Linked DNA regions of Mus musculus: region 2 is linked to region 1. The links are chromatin contacts, called in public promoter capture Hi-C maps. All regions are on one chromosome and are shown on one strand. The core of a region is the stretch at or near the end of the contact, and the rest is flanking DNA. Distances in the headings are between cores, read along the strand shown. Region 1 holds the start of Yeats4 (YEATS domain containing 4). Region 2 holds the start of Xpot (exportin, tRNA (nuclear export receptor for tRNAs)).

Region 1 (5,341 bases), core at 1,582-4,081:
CCCCCCCTTTCTCTCAGGACTTTTTGTTCACATTGCCTGCAGGCACCAACTTCCTCCTCCCCCACCCTTGATAAAGACCGCCCATACATATGTACGCATTCATAAGTGAACACGTTTGTGCAGATGTGTGTACACATGTGTGGGTGTGGGTATGTGCGTACGGCTGCCCCGGGAGGCCAGAAGCACTGGATCCCCGTGAGCTGCCGTACGTGGGTGCTGGGGACCAACTCAGGTCCTCTGCAAGAGTATCACGTGTTTACCTGCCGAGTCACCTCTCCAGCCCCTTATCTTAATTTTATTCAGACGACATTTTTGAAAACCCGATTCATTAATTACATGAAGATGAGGGGCTTCATTTTATTGTTTCTGATGGGGCTAGTGGTGGGAGTCTATAATGGACCCACCTCATACTTGGAAAGTTACTATACACAATTTCAGTTTACTGTCAACTAAACAGACTGCACCGCAAACACTCCTTCCGGGAAAAGCGATGCCCACCTCGTTTCTGTAGGGCTTCACGTACACAGTCCACTGGTGAGTGTGCCCGTCTTCTTCTCTCTTCTTTCCAAAGTACCTGGCAACATTGCCATAAACGATTGGCTTAACGATGGTAACCCCCTAAAAGAAAAGCAAGCTGAAAATCAGTAAATACTTCACCAGCACCTGGATAAACACCATGAGCCGCGGCGACTTGGTTTAGGGAGCCGCAGTCTAACCACGTACGGGCTGACTTAGAACAGGCGTCTCGAGCCAGCGTCACATTCACTAACGTTGGCACAATGCTTCCCACGAGAGGGGCTGGGGAGATGGTTCAGGGGTTGAAGAGCTTGCTGCTCTTGCAGAAGGCTACAGTTTGGTTCCCAGTCCTCACATGAAAAGTGGGTTGTTTGGGGTGTTTGTGTGCACGCTGGGCGCCCTGTGCAGCACATGAGGAGGTCACAGATGACTTGAAGGAATAGATTCTCTTCCTTCCACCTTCCTGAGGCCTGCACTGAGGTCATCAGACTTGGTAAGCCTTTTACCTGCTGAGCTCTGCATGTAAAAGCACCTGAGTACTTGATTAGAGAAGAACAAAATGCCTTCACAAACCTAAAAGCTAGGCTACTGAGTTCAAGTTGCCATTGTGACCGGCTCTGCTGGCTGGGAAAGGCTTTTAGATTAGCCTCTGGCAGTGTTTACCAAAGCACAGCACAAAACCCAAGGTCGGTTTATGAGAGAATTTCAGGGCAAGCATTTTCTGCTGTCATCCTTATTATGCACATACAGTTTGGGTATGGAGTACCCCCTCCCCCAAAAGGCTTATTGCTGGTCCCCAGCTGGCGGCTGAGAGGCGCCTGGACTACAGAAGCACCTTACCAAGGGATTAGCATACTGATCAGCTCACAGCTGAATGGCCTAGGAGATGGGGACAGTGGGAACACACAGGCCACTTGGGTTGGGCCTCTCAAGGGCCTATCTTGTTCCTGCCTCACCCCCACCCCTTCCCCAGCTACTAAGGAGGAAACTCAATTTGAGGACTACAGGCCTAACTTTCTCAAGTTATCCTGAACTACAAACTTCCAGATTTAACTTGTGCAAGTAGAGAAGAGTTTTCCCATGAACCTTTTGCTCTGCAATCACTTCCTACCATCCCCAAGCCTTACCTAAAACCCTGGGCAAATGCACAGCTCTACAAAGCCTCTTATACTAACACAGACTTTTACCTGGTATTTCTTTCTATTGCATTTCAGGGCTTTAGGATTTTCGATGATTTCTCATCTTACATATACTGTTAAGGCAGCTATGGATATATAGACACTATGATTAAGGTAATAAAAATAATATGACACCGATGAGGATTTTAAAATTTTTGTAGACTGATGTGATTTCTTTTAAGGAAAAAAAAAAATCCTTTCTGTGATAAGATCTGTAAGTAGAAGCCCCTTTTAGGGGCACGGGGAGAGCATCCTGAACCGGTACCTTAAAAAATAACCAGCAGGGCTGCCTCAGAGGTTAAGAGCACTGACTGCTCTTCCAGAGATACTGAGTTCAATTCCCAGCAGCCACATGGTGGCTCACAACCATCTGTAATGAGATCTGATGCTCTCTTCTGGTGTGCCTGAAGACAGCTACAGTGTACTCATATACATAAAAATAAATTTTAAAATTAAAAAAAAAAGTAACCAGCAGATGTAGGAAGGTGGGAGGGGGTGGCGAGCTGGAGGGATGGCACACAGGGAAGAGACGACTGCAGCTCAGGCTGGACAGCACACCTACATGGTGACACCTGACAACCGACTCCTGCAAGTCGTTCTCTTACCTCCACCCCTATTAATAATACACATATAGATGGGAGGGAACTGAGTGTCACAACGTCCAGTGTTAAGCAACCTTCACTAAACACGAACGAAGCTAAGCGCTCTTTGCTGACTTTATCAGCACGGGGCTTCGGGAACGACAAGACGGACGAGCCTATCCAGGGTCTGCGACTGATGCCCTAGCCACCCCGGCACCTTTGTGTTTGGCGGTGCGGAGGCGGTGACGAGGACTCGGGGCCCAATGAGCGCCGAGCTTCCGCCCCGCGCGCCGCGCCTGCGCACTGACCTTCACTCTCCCGCCGGAGTCAGGTCCAAATTCCGCCATTCTCTTGAACATATTGTCCCCGGGAAGGAGCCGCGGCGGCCAGGGAGAGAGCTCAGGCCGGCGGGGTAGCCGCTCCCCTCACGAGCCGGAGGAGGGCGGGTCGCCTGGGCTCGGGGAGCCGGACAGCCACCTCCTCCACACGCGCCGCGTCGGGGTCGGCCATTCAGCCCCGAGCTGGGAGAGCCGAGCGGAAGGGCGGGGGAGGGCGGCGGCGCATGCGCAACGGGCTCAGGCAGACAGTGCGCACGCGCGAGGCTGCAGCCTTCCCCGGTAAGAGCCTGATGAGCTGTTGCAGCGGATAAAGAGAGATGGGGATAAATTTTAGGCAGAAGTTAAGGGTAGGGAAGCACCAAAATGGTGAACGTTTGTAGCTTTAGGGTTGAGATAACCCCACACACTTCAAGATGATAGACTCTGGAATCAAAGCTTCTGATTGGGCAGGTCAGATAACTGGGCGTGGGCTTGGTAAAGAATATGCTGCCAAGCCTTGTGACCTGAGTTCGATTTCCAAGGCCAACATGATGGCACTACAGAAATGACTCCACTTCCCGCTCTTCATGGCTCAATCTGTTCTGCTGGCCATGTTCAGTCTGACTTTTCCAGATTCGTCGGGAATCTGTTTTCTCCCTATCTACAGTAAAAACCTCCTAAACCATGCCTAAGAGGGTCATGTTCTTATTTTCACTCACCATTCTTCTCTCTCATACCCTTCCCCAGTTGGAACTCTTCTTTCCAACAAGCCCCCCTCCTACTTTCATGCCCTCTTAGTTCGTGACCTATTGGCTTTAATTGGCGTTTCCTGTCCTACTATGGATGTGGGATTCTTTACCGAAGCAAGAGTAATTTATCAGTGGTACCTTACTAAAGAAAATGGCATCTCTTTCCCAAACAGTCATGAATTTTCAATAGTCCCTCTGGGAAGGGTGAGGCCCCTGGACCCCTCCCGCCATCCATGTTGAAATGTTAACATGCAATCGCAGGTCCTATGCAGATAACCGCAGCTGCAGTAAGTTCATGAGTGCAATGGCCACGTTGTGGCCAGAAGGTGTCGTTTTTGATACATGTCTCTCCATTCTCTGGCTCTTTATACCCTGAAATATTCCCCAATCTTGGAAGGAGTGGTACAACTGTCCCGAATAGTGCTAAGCACACCACCATCTCTTATTCCTGGGCGTTTTGGCTAGTTTTGGGTTTCTGCATTAACCACTGCTCATTGCAATAAACTTCTCTGATGAAGGCTGGGCACAGCACTAATCAATGAGAATAATCAGGAGACCGAGAAGCGAATTTAACAGCATGGTCAATCAATTTTTGCTAATTTTTAAAGAAAAGATTTATTTTATGTATGGGAGTACACTGTAGCTGTCTTCAGACACACCAGAAGAGGTCAGCGGATCCCACTACAGATTGGTTATGAACCACCATGTGGTTGCTGGGAATTGAACTCAGGTCCTCTGGAAAAGCAGCTAGTGCTCTTAACCACTAAGCCCCCAATTTTTGCTAATCTTTAATAAAAGTATTTTTTTTCACTGTATTATCTATTGAGAGAGAGAAAGAGAGAGAGAGAGAATGAATGTGGGTCCTAGAGATCTGGTTAAAGTCATCAGGCTTGATAACAAGTACCTTTACTTTTGCCAGCCCCTGTTTTTGATAATCTTGGCTGTTTCTATAGTCATCCCGTATTTTGAGGTTGTCCTGGCAGCTCTTGAGTATGTCCTAACTCTGTTTCTTAATTGATATCTAAATGTCATTCCCCTTCCTTGATCACCTGATATAAGCTTAGAGCTTCTAAGGGAGACATTCCCTCCAGGAAGGAGACAGGAGGTTCCTGAGACTTGGAAAGTAAACAACTCACAGGCTCAAGAAGTTCTGAAGCTAACAAGATACACGAGCCGCCACCCCACCCCCCCAAGGTTAAAGAAGCAGGAAGGGATGATTGGGGGAAGGGAGGAGACAGAAGTCTAGGACAGAGCCTGTGCTCATCCTGTGGAGTTGACTGGGGGAGACTCTGTCCTACTGAGCTGCTTGAGAGCCACCCAGCAAGCTCAGGGTTGTCGGATGTCCAGTCACCACCCACTGGGGCCTGGGCTTTTCAGTGATGCAGTTGCCTTTGAGGTAACCCTGTTCCTGTGAGGGGCCCCTCACCCATACTCTCATGAGTAACCACAGTAGTTTCACCGGTTTGCCAAGATGGACTCTGGTCCAGTTGATGCTTTGGTCTTTTCTTGCTTCCCTCCTCGGGAAAGGCCATGTGACATTTCTTATGGCTGGTCTCTGCTCTACATTTACACAGCCCTGAGGTATGACCTAGTCTTCTTCAAGCTGTTGTCCTGGAATCATGGGAGAGTGAAGAATAAGAAAAACGTGTTGTAATGAGAGTCTACCACGTTCCACTCATTATTCTAGGTGTCTGGGATGTGGAAAGGAACAACAGAGAAGAAATCTTCCAGGTATGATGGTAACCACTCATAACCCCAGCACTCAAAAGGCAGAGGTCAGAAGTGTTCAGGGCTAGCCTGAGCTAAATAGGAAGTGCCAAGCTGGGCATGGTGGACTAGGACTGTATCCTCAACACTCAACAGGCTGAGGCAGGAGGTTTGCTGAGAGTTCAAAGACCAGACTAGGTTATGGAGTGGGCTCAAAACAACTAAACGATAAAAAGTTTTAGCCAGCCTGAGCATCACAGGGAGACCCTTTCTCAAAAAGGAAAGATGCACAG
Region 2 (5,706 bases), core at 2,790-5,289, 4.4 Mb after region 1:
TCTAGCGTCTTCTTTTATCACTCAGCTACAGTACTTAGTAGACTTCTGCATGACAGTGGGTTTAATTGTTTACATTTATCCAAATATACCAGCATCTCCTAATGGATTTCTCATCACAAAATTGTTTTATATAACTTAAGGTGTGGCATACGGGAACTGCTTATTTCCAGTCTGCAGAGACTAGTAAGGAGGCTCACTGTCACCAACTTCAGACTTAAGCAACTTGCAGTGCAAGGTAAGCAACCACAGGGTAAAACATATACTGCCTACTACAAAGTTCTCTGTCTCTGTAACTGTGTTACAACGTTGCAACAATTAGCAACGTCCCATGTTGCACAAAGTCCTGCCTTAACGGGTCAGGTTTCAGGATCCTGGCTCAGCCAATCTAACAAAAATCAATCAGAACACTCGATGTTTCAATATTCAGAACATGCCTCAAATATGTTTGGTTTTATTAATGTTTACTCAAATTATACCTCTATCATCAGATGTGTTTGCTGTCTAAATCCTCTGACACGTGTTTATGGTTGCATGCTTTTCAAAATAGTTACATTGACTGACTTACCCTCTGTCTAAAGTCTGAATCGGCATTTGGATTTAACCCTAAAAGAGCCTGTTCATCCATCTCGGCCGCTATTCCTGGAGTTTTCCGATCACAACAGACGTGGCTTCTAATCCCACAGCAGAATCCACAATCATCTGTGCACAGAAAACAAAAGATGATCACCTAGAATATCAGATGTGGCTGAAAATACACAGCTCCTGAAGGGTCAAAACCCACCTTAAGAGTCTAGACCTCACAAGAACAAAAGTGGGCCATGGAGCCCACAGCAGCATAATTGTGCAGACTCTAAACAAGTATGCCATTAAAGCTTTCAGGTGCTATCGCCCCGCAAAGTGCCCCGGCCAAATACAGAAAGTAATTCTTCTAGAAACAAGCATGAAGTGCTGGGGGTGGGGAAGGAGGTGGAAACAACAGTCAGATCCCCAAAGTTTTCTGGCCAGCTACTCAGCCAAACTGCTAAGTCCCAGGTTCAGTAAGACCCTGCCTCAAAAAGTAAGGAGAGGCGGAGAGTTCTGACAAATATTCAAGGTAGGAGAATAAGCAGCATGCATTATATACATGTATGAAATTGTAAAAAAAAAAAAAAAGTTATAGTGAAAATCAACAGATGAAGACATCTAATATGGATTCCCTGCCTTCCACCTGCACATATATATACAAGCACACATATAAGCACATACAGATATATCCTTATATTCCTATTATAAAGCTACACATCTTTTTTATTTATCTGTTTTTAAATTATTAGAGCCACAGAGAACTTAAAGAGGCCAAGAGGTGAACGGAGGTCACGGGCAGCCTTTCAGGCGTGGTGAAGCCAGGGCCAGGCCGCAGATAGATCTCTATACTCTTCTGTTTTCCTTGATCTTTTTGGAATTGAAAAAAAAAAATCAGGATCCAAGTTAAGCCCCCTCTTCTGATCACTCATAGCAACCTTGCAGACCCCAGCCAGGCAATCTAAATTCCAACTGCCTACAGGATTGAGATGCCAACATTTCTCAACAATTCCTGACCACTCTTCGTGCTCCTCAGCAAGGCCAGCAATGCTTGCCACATCACACGGCAGCTCTCAAGCACACCCTACTTCACACACACACACACACACACACACACACAGCTCTTCTCAGCTTCGAGGCTAAACCCTGCAAGGCCTCCAATATTTCACCTCCAGATCACCTCGTGCAGCAATACAGCTTCGACGCTCTACTATTTGATCCTAACAGAACAGGATTAAATAATCCTTTCCACGACCTACCATGTGACAGTTTGATTTCTCAAAAACAAAAAACAAAACAAAACAAAAACAAAAAACCCCAAACCATTGTGAAATATGAATGCATTACTATGTTCTTAAAATGTGAAAACACAGGTTTTAGGTTTTTAGTGCTCTGGGTTTGAACTAGTGAGATGATTCACGGGTAAAGACCCCTGAAAACCCTAGATCCATATGGTGGAAGAAGAGAACTGCGCATGTACACTGCACATGCGCACATTCACACATGCACACATCTGTACATATATGAGATAAATATATGTAGTTTTTTTAAGTTCTAGATTTATATTCCAATCCTTATCAGTAAGAACAGATAAAACACAAAACAAAAACACATCTTTAATACCAGCATTGGGAAGGCAGAAGCAGGAGGGTCTCTGATCTCTTGAGTTCCAGGCTAGCCTAGTCAACAGAGTTCCAGAACAGCCAGGGCTACCCAGAGAAACCCAGTCTGAAAAAACAACCAACCAACCAACCCCACCGACCCACACACACACACCCCAAGTGACACAACCATTCAGTCACTCAAAGTAGCACACACCTTTTAATCCCACTGTTTGGGAGGTAGAGGCAGGGGGATCTGGGACTTCAAAGCCAGCCTGGTCTATCTACATATGGATGTTCTGGCTAGCCAGAGCTATAGTGATTCTGTCTCAAAAACAAAACAAAAATTGAAGCTGCACACCAAAACAAACAAACAAACACCCCAAAAGTATGCATTCCATTCTGTCTGCAGGAAAAGGGGCAAAGTCCTAAAGACTACAATGTGTGCATGTGTGCAAAGCATGCCTCCAATAGGGTACAAAGTCAGAGACAGGCACGCAGGATGCACAACTTGAAACATTCTTAAAGTAAAGTAGTATTCCTGCTAAAAATGCTCAGAGAGAAAAGTCGGTGTAAGACTGTCTGTAAACCCCTGATTGAGAAATCCACTAGAGTTCCTTTAAATTATCCATTGCTTTGGGAAAAAAACTGCTTAAGCGTTTTGTCATTTCACGCTAATCTTGACAAGAGGAAAAAAGATAAATAAGAGGCCCAGCCGAGCACATGCTCAACACCAACAAAAAAAATCCTCAGCAAACTTGTTCCATAGTGAGGAATCCCTCACAAACCTTCGCCCTCTACACAATCGGAAAAAAACATCAAACCAAAATAAAATGAGATGGTAAACCACCTATCTGTGAATAAAACACAGGGTTAAAAGGTAACGATTGCCTAATAAAGACCGGCAAAGGAAGCTTAGCTTTCTGACCTACCGATGCAGAGCCTTGCAGGCTTAAACATTGTTACAATATGGTAAACATCTTATACTACCTGCAAAGGTGGATGTGGGGGTGGGGGGAGCGAAAAAAAAACATGTAAAATTGGAAGCCTTAATTTTTCCCTCAGCCATTAAGTCAAGAATAATCAAACAATGTGGAAAATTCCTCCACACCTACTTAAGCCTGTTTGAGACCGACTGAATCTTTCCAGCCTTTTAACATCAAGTTGACAAGTCGCTTTAATACAACGTAACTTCCCCCAGTAACAACTAATTAAGGCTTCCAAAAAGTACTCGTTTTTCAGGTTACAGGGAACATCAAGCTTTTCCGTGGCTGCAAGACTGTAAAGAAGCAAAAAGGGGAAAAGGCTGTCCCTGCTGGCAAATTACTACGCAGAAATAACACTTTCTCTCCTATTTGTCCCGGGGTGGGAAGCGGATCAACTTTGAGGTCCCTACAGCTCAAACTGGTGGGACGCACTCTAAAACTATCACAAATGGGGTTGGGGGGCAGCCTCCTAGGCCGGCCTCGCCCCCTATCCTTCGCCCGGATCCCTCCCAGAGCGAAGCCTCGTGGCCACTCGGGTGATGAAACACCCGGCAACCGGCAGCCACGCACTAGGGACGCGGCCGCCACCGATCGTCCCCAACCCCAAGTCCGGCTCGCCCGGCCACGTAGGGTCCCCGGCCCGCCGCCCTACGCCTCCAGTCACCATCACTCCAATATCTCTTCCTCGCCTGCACTCCCGAGGGTCGGCCAGCCGCAAGGAGCGGGCCGTACGCAGGGAGCACGGAGAGCGGCCCACGTCCTTGTCGCTGTAGTCCTCCAATACAGCCGCAGCGCTAGCGCCGGAGCCGGCCCGGGCCGCGCTCCTCTCGGCGCTCGGCGTTCCCCGGGCGCCTTCTCTTGCGTGGCGCGGAGCGGGGAGGGCAGGTTGGCAAGCCGGCGGGCGGAGTCGGCGGCCCTGGAAGGAAAACTGCGCAGGGTCCCGCTAACGCCGCCGCTGAGTCAGCGCGAGGCACGCCCCCCGCGTCGTACCGCGCGGACCCGCGCTAGCAGCAGCCTCATGGAAGTAGAGTGCAGACGGCCGCCAGCAGGCTGGGCCCGGGGGACTACAACTCCCAGCGTGCAAAGCGCATGGGACGCTTCCGAGAGGAGGACCGCGCACGTGCTCCCTGGAGCTCGCAGGGGGCGTGGCCGGCGGGCCTGTGGTGCATGCTGGGAGAGTGCACACCGCCCTCCTAGCTACAGGTTACTGAGGTCCTCTAAGCTTTTAGAAGACCGGCCACGTTGCGCTCTGCTTTGAGCGTCGGCGTGAATTAGTAACTCTCCACTCCCTCCAGAAGGGTCTGGTCAGGTGGCAGTGCGGAGATCCTGAGATCGGAAAAGTGGACGTGGTTGAAACCACGTGTTGAGTCAGTTGCTGAATTCCTTTCCAGCGGTTCCACGTGTCAAGAGTCCAGACGCTTAAGGACTCTTTAAAAAAAAAAAAAATCCGCTGTATTTTTATTTACTTGTTTTGCTTTTGAGGCAAGATCACACTCCATAACCCAGGCTGGTTTTCACTCATTTTTCCCAAGCTGGCCTAAACTTTACAAATTCTGGAATTACTGGCATGAACCACCACGCCCAGTTTAAATATTACTAAATTTGCCTACAAAAAAAGATAGAAAGAAAAAAAGAAAACCGAAAGCAGTCCCCGGTGATGGTGGCGATTACCATTCATCCCAACACTGAGGAGGCAGAGGTAGCCACATCTACAGAGCGAGTGCCAGGACTACAGAGAGAAACACAGTCTCAAAAAAAGAAAAAAAGAAAAGAGAGAGGGAAAACATACGTACAAGTCCCGTGCTTCCGTTCGCTTTGTTTCTTTGATCCCGTGCTATTATTACTGTGTGGGCGCAGTATAAGCTCCAGCAACCTTACCTAAATCCTAAGGCTGCACCTCCATTATTGTTGGCATCATGAGTGTTAAAGTCCATCTCAGTTTACTCATTTTATGTAGAGTGGGACAGTACCAGCCTCAGAGGGTAAGGTTTGGTTAATTTTATTTAGAGGCAGAGAGAGGCTCACTATGTAGCTCTGGTTAGCCTGAAACTTGCTGGCCTTCACTGTTCTCTTGCTTCAGATTCCAGAGTGCTGGAGTTCCAGGTTGTCACCAGGTCTGACTATTTCATGAATTAAGTTTGATACACGTGTTAGACTTATCATAAGTGACACTATCTCTGGGGATACATGGACAAACATCTGTTCACTGCAGATAGATACCCAGATTCGGTACTGATGACAGACTAAAGTGAGGATACCACGAAAGTCAAGCTTGGTGAACCAATGGCTTTTACTGGGGTGACTTTCTTACAGGAGCAGAAATGATATAAAGACAGCAGCCTCCCCGAAGACAGCAGGTAGGACAGGTTCCAGCAATTCAGCTTGTCCAAGAGTGTATAGCATGAGGGAGGGGATGGTATTGTTAATCTGGTTAGTTTGGGGGGGATCTTTGAATTGTTTACTTCCCGAGTTTAAAGAGTTTATCATGAAAACAATGCAGTGCACCCAACGTGTAGATTTCCTTTCGTTTCTTAGAAACAGTATTCTACAGTAAACTC

The links. Promoter capture Hi-C pulls out the DNA fragments that hold promoters and counts their contacts.
Region 2: a promoter capture Hi-C map of pre-B cells shows a contact between it and region 1, with 3 times the contacts expected there. The contact joins the promoter of Xpot here to the promoter of Yeats4 in region 1. A contact is called at or near these places in 2 of 39 promoter capture datasets (liver and pre-B cells).

Annotation. Positions count from the first base shown.
Region 1 is chr10:117,221,676-117,227,016 of GRCm38.p6, forward strand. Yeats4 (YEATS domain containing 4) reads right to left here and starts at 2,832. Exons shown (of 7, transcript NM_026570.4): 1 at 2,584-2,832; 2 at 499-618. The coding sequence starts at 2,634. Gm31963 (a long non-coding RNA gene) reads left to right here and starts at 2,811. Exons shown (of 4, transcript XR_872061.2): 1 at 2,811-2,892; 2 at 4,916-5,072.
Region 2 is chr10:121,622,293-121,627,998 of GRCm38.p6, forward strand. It overlaps Xpot (exportin, tRNA (nuclear export receptor for tRNAs)), which reads right to left and starts at 4,040. Exons shown (of 25, transcript NM_001081056.2): 1 at 3,813-4,040; 2 at 566-699. The coding sequence starts at 625.